Linked DNA regions of Rattus norvegicus: region 1 is linked to region 2. Evidence: chromatin contacts called from public Hi-C data. All regions are on one chromosome and are shown on one strand. Each heading gives the region's core, a stretch centred on a gene start, on an enhancer-like site or on the middle of the called end of the contact. The rest is flanking DNA. Distances are from core to core; before and after follow the strand shown. Region 1 has its middle 180 kb from the start of Cyld. Region 2 overlaps Sall1 (spalt-like transcription factor 1).

Region 1 (5,699 bases), core at 1,847-4,346, 170 kb after region 2:
CAATCATCTCCGTCCTTACTGTGACTGAATGCTCAATTCGAGCAACCTCAGGAACTTCTTATGTGCACGGTTTCTGAAAGTGCCTTGCTCCGGTGGGAAGATGGGGTATAGCAGAATTATCTACTCTAGGCAGACATTCAGGAGTGGTGCAAAACAAGCAAGGAGCAGGACCAAGCCCTTTGGAGTCCCCCACCTTCCAGAGCTGTATTACCTCCAACACTCTACTGACATTTTGAAGCCGCCAATGGATTAAGCCATTGATTGGGTCAGGGCCCTCAGAAAACACCCAAGCTGACTAGAGCATTGTGTCTCTTAACCCACAACCCAGATTAACAATCATGGGGATTCAGAGGGGTGCGAGGCTCCGACAGGTTGCACTGCCATGAGAACAGGCTGGCAAGGCAGCTGCAGAGCAACTTGCGTGGCATGGCTTTCTCTGCAAAGATCTTCACAGCCAAAATCTTTTGGGAGCACCAGGATATCTGAACCCTGTGGAAAGCGGGCATAAAGAAGAGACGCTAGGCTGAAGGTGGAGCATGGCATGGTAAGAACTCAGCACTCCAAGAAGCTCAGAGTTTTCCAAACATAATCATTAACGTGTCTATGTATTATCAGGGCTCTCTAAAGAAACATAGCTACTTAAATGAATGCACTCACGCACACAAATACACACGCCCACACACATGTCACACACACTTAAATAGACATACCCATACACACAGATCACACACAATATCAATATATCTATATGTATATCGAATACATATAAGTATATGAAATATATACATATATATATATATACACACAGCAACGTGTGTGTGTGTGTGTGTGTGTGTGTGTGTGCATATTAGATTGGTTTACAGGGTGAAGGCCAGGACATTCAACAATGGCTTCTCGTGCTGGAAAAGCCAAGAATCCAGTAGTTGATTTCAGTCCAAGGCTGGGTGTCTCAGTTGTCTCAATCTGGCACTGAAGGAATCCCGGAGAGCTGCTAGCCTTCGGTTTACATTGGAATCCCAATGAAGTTGGTCTTCACAGCCGTAAAGGAATGTTGAATACATTCAACAGGACAGATGAACTTAGCAGCAGTAGTGGGGGAAAGCAAGCCAGATTCAAAGATTCCTCTTCCACACCCTTGTATCTAAGTGGGCATCAGAGGATTCAGCCAAGATTTGACATGGGTCTGCCTAGTTCAAATCTGCCTACTGGACAATCTGGACAAGAAAATCCCTCCCAGGAATGCCCAGCAGCTTAGATTTTAGTTGACTCCAAATGCAGTCAAGCCAACAGCCAAGACTCGAAATCATAGCTTGCACACAGAGGAAAAGCTATCGCAGGGTTGACGTCCTGTGTTTGCCCCTCTGACCCTGAAACATAACCTGGGCCTGCACATTTTCAGACAGCATGGGGCTCACCACTGCCAATTCTGTGTCAGCTCAGTCACTTACAGAACTCGTTCCATGTGAGTGAGGTTTCAGGCTGATGTACAGGGTGGGTCTCTTGAGAGGAAAAGCTGGTGTGACACCGGAACTCTAATCCAGTTGCTAGTTCACAGGCGGGCTCATGGAGAGTCCTGACTGCAGATATGAGTGACAGGCAGGGGTGAGAGGAGCAGACACTGAGACCCAGACACCTGGGACAGGCATTTTGGGTCGTTCTTCTGTTAGGTTCCTCTATAGGTTGGCCCAATGGGATACAGGTAGCTTGTGAGAGAGGTGACCTGAAAATATACAAGGGGTAAAATACCAAGACAATGGATGCATGGCTTGTCAGTGATCAAGTAAATCCAGGACTGATGGCCTTTAACCATGTGATCGACTCTGGCACTGTAAAGGCACTTGGGGCTCATTCCTTTGGAGCACAGGGGATCTGGAGTGTTTGTCCACTGACTGCTATCTCCATTAGCTGAAGTCAGCCCCTAATGTACCTGGCAGAAGTGTTTGTGGTAGGATTCTATGGACCTTAAAGGACCTGTGTCACAGATCCATGGGCTCACTCACTGAGACCTGGGGACAAAGGATAGGTGTCAGTAGATAGGATAGTCATTATGGTCATAGGGTTGGACTGTCATACAATAACTCACACCATGAGTAGACAGCTGCAGTTGCAGATTCAGCCTCTGGGTGCCTCCCAGGTAGTTCTGTGTCTCAAGGGCCATGGCCTGCTGGTCATGCATTAGGGCATGTAGCCCTCCCCACCTCTACTAGACCTCATCCATGGCTTCCATCAAAGCCAGGACTGAGGGTCAGGTATTACAAATGAACATGAATAACCCCCCTGACACATCCATGGGTTTGAATACTTGCTCCCCACCTGATGACACTGTGTAGGGGGCAGTTATGGAACCTTCTGGACATGGAGTCTTGCTAGAGGATGTAGAGTCAGTGAGAGGGAGAGGGTTCTAGGCCAGCTCAGCTTTTCCTTAGGACCACCAGTTACTGTGTACTCCTCTACTGGGAGCCACAAGTCTCCACAGTCATCAGACCATCCCTGGCCCGATGAATTATAGCCCCTGAACTGTGAGCTGAAATAAAACCTCCTTTATGTTGTTGCTGTTGGGTTTTCTTTCACAACAAAGAGATAGGTAACCAATTTGCCAGGAGGTTGGAGGCTCTGGCATGTTGACAGTCTTCACTGGCCCTCGATTCCAGTGCGCCATGCTTCTTGAAGAGTACTATTCCATTTCGCCCTCACAGATGCCCTCAACAGTAAGTGCCACAAGGTCCCATTTTACAGCTAGAGAAACTGAGGCACCAGAAACCCAGTTCAAGAGCTCTGACTAGCTGTGGGAGTGCTCCCCATGGGAAAGCTTCATAACCCTTAGTGCGTCCCAGTGTTTGTCTTGGCTCAGCAACGATCATGCTTGCCCCTGATCCAGTGTCATCCAATCCATGTCTTCAGAGGACACACGCCACAGTCTTTTTCCTTGGGCCTGCTAGAACGTGAGCCCCTGCTCAGAGAAGATGGGGGTCCCTGTGGTGAGGTGGCCTAGGCAGCCACTGACACAGAACGATGTCAGACTACTGTCAGTCGAGTCTATGGAAGCATCCCTGGGTAACAGTGTCGCTGCTCTCTAAGAACTCAGCCAGGCCTGTTAGAGGCACATGAAGCTTGGCAGCCCTGATCTCAGGACTGTTTGGCTAAGTTAATGTGTACATCATTACTGTTCCTTCTCTTCCTCTTTGTCCCCACTGGGTCCTTTGTTGGAAAGGATCGGGCTTTCAGGGGAGTCGCCATGTATGGCTAGCATCCATGCACTGTCCGAAAAAAGCAGTGTAGTCAAATGTTTCTTTACTGTTACGACTTTGTACAGACAGAAGATTTGGCCGCATTCCTCAAATCAGCGAGAAATACTTGGTTATAGATTAATGGCCAATGTACAAATTGTTCTGGGCAAATTTGGTGGAAGGTCAAAAAAACCACGAGATGGCTAGCAACAGCAAAGGTCAACAGGCAGTTGGCAAGGCATGAGTGTAGGCTGTTGGACTTTGTAACACTAACACCAACATGTCCTGGTTGGTCGAACTCAAAAATCCAACATAAGAAGTGTGGCAAAGCTACACTGACCAGGGATATGGCAGGCTGGCCTTCTAGGATTTCTAAGAATGGGGCAGGTGAGCTATGGCTTGCTTGACAATGCTGGGAGAGTGACCGATGGGCTATGGCCAGATCCTGTATCATTCAGTTTTCCATAGCAAAAACCAAACAAAGCTCCCAGGTTAAGCAATGATTAAGTAAAAGAGCTTTACAGTTTAGACGTTGATAGTCCAACACAGAACAGGCCCTTGGCTTGGCCTCTGTTGAAGGCCTCATGGTATCACAGCAGAGGTACATGTGAGGGGCACTTGCACAGTGAGATGGGACTCCAGAGAGCAGTGGGAGCTCAGCCTTGCTCTCTCATAACAGTCCTCTCTCCAGAGAACTGACTGTGCAAAAAAGTCCTTCCAAGGACGGGGTCACTGATGATGGAATTGTTTTACACCAGGACCACTTCTTGAAGATTCTGTGCCATGACCACAGTGAGGACCAAGCTTCCCAGCATACTAACCTTTGTGGACAAAATACCCAAGAACCATGTCAGTTCCCATCCTAAACCCTCTACACAGCTGGCCAAGTTTCTTTACCTTCTTCTTCTCAGTTGTTCGCATAAGAAAAGAGACTACCAAGCAATGTATCACATTGTGGACCTAGCTAGGGGATGCTTTTTTCTCTCAGCTGTCATTCTAAACTTGATGCCAAAATGCATTGTTTTCTGAACAAGGCAATAGACATCTTTTAGAGTCTTGCACAAGACATCTTGAAGTCATCACTGGTCACTCCTAAGCTCCTAGCAGCGGCTTGGCTAGGGAGCAGGCTGGCCTTCTGGGATTTGGTCAGGGGTCAAATATCGAATGGCCATTTCTTGGCCTGAGGTCTTGAACTCATATTGACACCCTTAAGATGCAAAGGAAGACAAAAATCTCCCAGAACCTATGCTTCTAGCAATTCTAAACAGGTGGACCAGCATGGCTAGACAATCCAAGCTGCTCACTTGCGGGGTCTTAGGTAACGTCCCCTTGCCTGACATGTCCATATTGACAACCCACCCCTAGGTACCCCTTCTTCATCAGAAATCTGGCCATTTCTGACTATACCCTCCCTAGGGCTGTGCTCTAGTTTGCCTTCTGTTGCTGGGATAAACATCATATCCAAAACCAACACGGGGAGAAAAGGATTTATTTCAGTTCCCAGGTTCCAGTCCACACCGAGAGAAACCAGGGCAGAAGCACAAAGAAGGAACCTGGAGGCAGGAACTGAAGTAGAAGCTATGCTGCTTAACGACTTGCTTCCCCTGGCTTGTCCAGTCTACTCTCTTGTTCAGCCCACATCTGCCTGCTTAGGGATGGACCGTCTACCATGGGCTAGACCCACATCCAACAATTAACAATTTAGAACATGCTTTACAGATACGCCACAGGCCGATTTAATCGAGGCAATTCTTCAATTGAGGCCCTTTTTCTCCCAGGTGACTCTAGGTTTGAATCAAGGTGACAGCTGAAGCTAAGCAGTCACAGGCTCTCTGATGGTTCTACTACTTCCTGTTTTACATCACAGACCTTCTTTAATACACAACTATTTGGTTGCTTCATCTCCTGTCTTTAGTCTGTGCTTCGAAGTTCTTATGGGTGGACAAGTTTTGTATGTGTTTCTCTTTCCTATATAACTGTCTAATGTCAAATATAGGATGGATGGGTGGATGGATGGATGGATGGATGGATGATAGATGGATGGATGGATAGGTTAATGGATGGGTGGATGAGTGGATGGATGGATGGATGGATAGATGGATGGATGGATGGATGGATGGATGGATGGATGGATGGATGGATGGATAGGTTAATGGATGGGTGGGTGAGTGGATGGATGGATGGATGGATGGATGGATGGATGGATGGATAGGTTAATGGATGGATGGATGGATGGATGGATGGATAGGTTAATGGATGGATGGATGGATGGATGGATGGATGGATAGGTTAATGGATGGGTGGGTGAGTGGATGGATGGATGGATGGATGGATGGATGGATAGGTTAATGGATGGATGGATGGATGGATGGATGGATGGATGGATGGATAGGTTAATGGATGGGTGGGTGAGTGGGTGGATGGATGATGGATGGATGGATGGGTGGGTGGATGGGTTAATGGATGGGTGGG
Region 2 (5,178 bases), core at 2,208-4,707:
ATGGCAGGGACAAGGGCAGCCTGTAGCTCGCTGCCTGTCCCAAGGCCTTGAATAATTTGGTACCTCAGTGAAGCAGCAGGCCTCTCTCTGCTGTCTAGCTTAAGTGCATCAAATGAATTGCTTTACCTACCAAATCAGACAGCCTGGCGTTGCCATGGGGTATTGATTAAAGACCTCCGTGTGGCCTGCACACTGCCCATATCACTTAATAATTACAGCTCTCTACGGCTCTCTCCGGCACGTATGCCGCTATTTTTCATAACCCGAGCCTCGCACGGTTTATTTTTCTAGAAACAGTAACATCACTCCTCGGCTAATGGGTATTATGATAATTGATTACACGACATTTCCTACTGATATGTGTTGGAAATAAAGCAAATACGCTCGGTCTAGAGCAACAGTTGAGTACTGTCGCTGTGTACATTTTTCTGTTGACAGAGTATTCCTCTGGAGGTGGCTGCCAGTAATGTGGGATGAATAATTACTTTCTGGGTTTTCTCTCTGTGCAGGCCCTCCAATGGGCAATCAGCGAGGGCTGCTCTCTTCCCATCTGAAAACGACATCTACGGGGTAAAGGGTGTCAGATACAATCCTTAGCCCTGGAATGGGAGTGGACATAACAATTTTAACCCTGAGAGGAGCTATCTGCAGCAGCCTGGCTTGTTTGAGGCCATTATAAGCTAAATACGGGTAATAAAGAAAGAGTAAGTAAGGCGAGTTAGCCCAGGAAGAGGAGAGCCAGCCCAGTGCCGCAGAGAGCAGACACGTTATTACTGGACCATGGGAGTGGATGGTTCCTGGTGTCTCTTCCCCTGTCTGTCGTGTAATAAGAATAGACATTTAGGCCACTTGCTTTGTCGAGTGTTGGGATACGAGTTGAGACAGATTCAGCTATTAAGCTCCCGGCTCTGTTTTCTCCCTCTCTCTCTTCCCCAACCCACCTCACAGGTCCACATGGGCACTCATATGTGGAACAGTACCCCTGCACGCCGGGGCCGCCGGCTCTCAGTGGATGGCCCCATGACATTTCTAGGAGGGAATCCTGTCAAGTTCCCAGAAATGTTCCAGAAGGATCTGGCGGCGAGGTCAGGAAGCGGGGATCCGTCCAGCTTTTGGAACCAGTATACAGCAGCACTGTCCAACGGGCTGGCCATGAAGGCCAACGAGATCTCTGTCATTCAGAATGGTGGCATCCCTCCAATTCCTGGAAGCCTGGGCAACGGGAGCAGCTCACCTATCAGCGGGCTGACAGGGAACGTGGAAAAGCTGGGGAATTCGGAACCCAGTGCTCCCCTGGCTGGTCTGGAGAAAATGGCGAGCAGCGAGAACGGAACCAACTTCCGTTTCACCCGCTTCGTGGAGGACAGCAAAGAGATCGTCACGAGCTAAAGCTGCCAGAGCGTTTCTACTCAAAATGCCGCCCGAGGTTGCCTCCTGCCCCCGCCCCTTACCTTCTGGCCCCTGGGACTATGAACTACATTATGAAGACATTCTTTTGTACGTTGTTCAACCTCTAGAGTTCTAAGAAAGCTTATTTATTAGTGCTATAACCTTGCTTTGCAAACAGAGTGCAAGCATTAACTTTGGTCTTCTGTATTTTGGACTAAATACTAATGGACTAGAGTGCTCTAAGCTTGCTGTAACATTTATGGCAATCGCAAGTTGCCCTGCTAGGCGGTCTTAATCTGGCATTAACTTATTTTCTATATCCAGTTTAATATGAATCTGGTGTTGATGCAATGCCTCCGTGATACGTTAGATCTCTAATAAAGTCTGTATATAAATGTACACTTTGATCCTGCTGGAAAATTTTATCAGCAAACACATTGTCTAATCTTTCCAAACAGATTTAAGGGAAGGACTTTTAAGTACAAGGCTGAACATTTGAAAGGCTTAGGGTTTTTGTTGTTGTTGTTTGTTTGTTTGTTTGTTTTGGGTTTTGTTTTCATTTTGATTCTGAACTTCAACCTGCTTTTTTTTGTTTGTTTGTTTTTGTTGGTTTTGTTTTGAAGAGTTAACCATTTCCGTTTTGAACCATTCGTATTGTGCTTTTTACTTGAGTCGTCTTCGATGTTAACCAGTTTCTGTACAGTAATAAGCACGCAGAATTCTTTAGAGGGAAAAAAAACCCCACAAGTGTTGTTTTGGTAGTTGAAACTGAGATGTAGCATTTTTGCCTTGTAGGGTATCTTCACAGTAGAAAAAGACGTGTGCTGGGATTTCACAATGCTGCTAACGATAGCATCTTGAACGACCTTCAGTGGAGAAATGTAGATGCTCTTGTATATACAATAAGAAATATCCCTTTCATTAAAATGTACATATGTCCCTTACAAGAGCAAATGCTCCTTGATAAGAGCAGGTATAATGTTGGTTTATTTTGTATTAGATATGGGAGGAAAGAAATGGACTGTTACATGCACTTTCTTGGAAAGTTGAAAGGGGGGGTTCCAATTTCTTTAACATTTAATACTTACTAACAACAGAGATACTGTAATTTTACTCAAGTAATCAAATACATTTTTTTTGCAACAGATAAAGCAACACATTGTGTCTGTGTTTTTAGAGTGCATTTCTATTTAGCCAAGGGCCCTAAAGGTAGTTTAACATTTCCCTAGGTGGCTGTAAATTGTGTGTGTGAGCTGGTGTCTCTAAATAGGAAAAATTCTAAAAGGTATAACAGAATCAGGCTTGCCTGGGGCCTGCCTTTTGCTTTCGTTTGGGTTTTTTCGTTTGTTTGGTCAGTTGGTTGGTTGGTTTTTGTTTTCTTGTTTGTTTGGGTTTTTTTTGTTTGTTTGCTTGTTTTTGAGATGCGGTAACCTACCTAGTTCCACCAGATCCATTTCTTGTTTGGGAATGTACACATCCGATCTTCTCCCACTCCATATCCAAAGAGAGGGGGGAGAAAAACGTTAGTTTTGGTTAGAGACCTCATCCTGACAGGTAAGGTCGGTCCCTTAAACAGGATCGGTGGATTTTAGCTTTTAACTATCCTAGTTCCATTTCCCTTGATTCTGTGGTGTTTTTTCAGGCAGCTGAGAGCTGCTGTTGCTGGAGAATTCCCCATGCAACAGGGTTATATAATCTGACTAGAAACTGGGCCTCAACCCAGGAGGTGAACATTTTCCTTTATTTAATTAGTCTTTTAGGCATTTAGAAGCACATACATATTTAAAAGGACAGCACACACCAAAAAAATCTATTATACAGGTCTGTAGGAGCAACTTGAAACAGTTCATCATCCAAGTTAACCTTAGTCTTCTTCCTTGTTCCAAGGGCATGTTTTACATCTGTGAGCCCGATTGCCACAGAGTGGCAATAGGCAGGGTGGAAGTTGTCTGCCCAGGGGGTCGACGGGAACTCACTTTGTCTTTGAGAGGTGATGAATCTCACTGGCTGTGCCCAGGTGAGGCTGATGAACCAGGGCCAACCTGGGCGACTCCAGCAGAAGATCCCAGCAGGCCTGGGCTAGTCCAAGGCCACTGGTTTGTCCCTACACTCCAAAGTCCAGGAGCCGCGAGGGTGCTTAAAACGCTGATTAGGCGGCAGGTTCAGCGGTGATGTTCGGGGACGGAGGGTAGCCCTTGTTCTCTGTCCTGACCGCGCAGGGCGAGCCCCCTCCCCTCATCCCCCAAGTCAGAGATGGTGGACAGAGTGAGGGAACAGATCAGATGCTTTGGTTCCCGTTCACCTCCCGCCACTCTGCCTGCAGCCTTCCCCCACTCCCGCTCCAGGAGTGAGCACAGGGTTAAGAGGCCAGATGTTCTGTTCTGTCCCAGAGGCGACGGTCTAGTAGGTCTCGTCGGTCCAGGAGGGGCGTCTTTCCCAGCCCTGGCACGAAGTCTGGGGACGTAGGGGATATCCCCGGGCTGCGGCCACCACGAGGGGCCAAGCAGTGACAGCGCCTTTGCCACCCTCCCGGGTCACCGCGCTGCAGCTGGGCCTGCGCTCCCCGGTGGCCGCAGTCCTGCGGTGTCCCCAGGTCCCGCCGTCCGCGGGATACCCACAGGGCTGCGCGCGAGGGGACAGGGGCGGGCGCTTTCCCCTCTATCCCTCAAACCTCCCTTCTAGCGCCTTCTGCAAGTAGGCTAAGGCGAGCTAAAGTTGCTTTGGGTTCAATTAGGTTTTTCCGGAGGCCACCTCGGCCCTGGTGATGATAAGATCGCAGTCCGGGTGTCTCTGCGCCCCTCCTCCCGCCTTTTGTCCCGACCTTTCTGTATCGACTGATGATCATTGTAAGGTATCGATCACCACCTGTCCATTCCCCTCTACGTCTATTCCAAACCCAGAAAGAGCCCGTAACCCAGAGATAAACACGCGTGATCTGAGCTCAGCCCAGCCGAAGAGAAATGGATTGATATTCACAAAGCAACTGAGTGGGTTCCGGCAGATTATGCGTCCTAGCCTGGCCCATCTTTTCTCTCCCACTATGCCACCGGAGCGTCCTTTTCCCTTTTGGAACTTGAGGGACAGCCTAGTTGAAACCAGGTTGTCTGGACTAAGAAAGATCGCTGTAGACAGTTAAGTTCACAAAAGTTTTGAACCAAAAAATACTCACTGAGGTGACATTTTTTTTTCTTAAATGTGAATTGTAAATATACCTCAAAGTTCAGCGGTGCCAATGGCCCGATATTTACCAACTTTAAGGACTTATATCTGCTTTTTAACCCCGTATCTTTCCCTCTTATTCCTTTATGAGTTTCCCCACCCTTTCCCCTACTCTGCTTCCTCTCCTCCCCCAGTAAGGGCCTCCCTTCCTGGAAAACACCCTTGGAAAATCAGTTGATTGACAATGACCTGAGTAGGAAAAGAAGCTACCACCTTTGCTGGCGGAAGCTACCCAAAGCTCCTCAAGCGGGGAGTCTGCAAGGAGGGGGTAGGGAGCTGGAAGGAAGGGCCTCAAAGATCAATTGGAGATAAACGGAAGCCAGTTTGGGGCTTTGTTTTTTTCCCCATAATCCACGCTTCTCAGGTCAGATTAAGTCTAACGAACGGCTGTTAGGGCAAGAGGAGGCAACAGCATTTTAAAGTTATATATTTGTTTTTTTTTTAAAGTGTTCAAACAGAAAGTCCGAAGTGATTTGCAGTCAACGTGGACTTGTAGCAGTAGGGCTATTTGCTTATTGTTCTTGGCATGTTGCGAATGTCAAGAAAGAGATGTATAAAAGAAAAATAGGA

The links. Hi-C and Micro-C count contacts between places; a contact is called where the count stands out from the background.
Region 1: a Hi-C map of liver shows a contact between it and region 2, with 3 times the contacts expected there. The contact joins two enhancer-like sites. A contact is called at or near these places in 3 of 12 Hi-C or Micro-C datasets (kidney and liver).

The regions. Positions count from the first base shown.
Region 1 is chr19:34,362,310-34,368,008 of GRCr8, forward strand. No RefSeq gene overlaps it. Among named protein-coding and RNA genes, the nearest start is that of Cyld, 180 kb to the right of the region's middle. Within about 2 kb of position 3,097, at least 3 of the 93 cell types and tissues checked have an H3K27ac peak or open chromatin away from gene starts, as enhancers often do. A contact at or near this core is called in kidney and liver, where this site is marked.
Region 2 is chr19:34,193,739-34,198,916 of GRCr8, forward strand. Sall1 (spalt-like transcription factor 1) reads left to right here. Exons shown (of 3, transcript NM_001107415.2): 3 at 949-2,540. The coding sequence ends at 1,389. Among named protein-coding and RNA genes, the nearest start is that of Sall1, 15 kb to the left of the region's middle. Within about 2 kb of position 3,458, at least 12 of the 93 cell types and tissues checked have an H3K27ac peak or open chromatin away from gene starts, as enhancers often do. A contact at or near this core is called in kidney and liver, where this site is marked.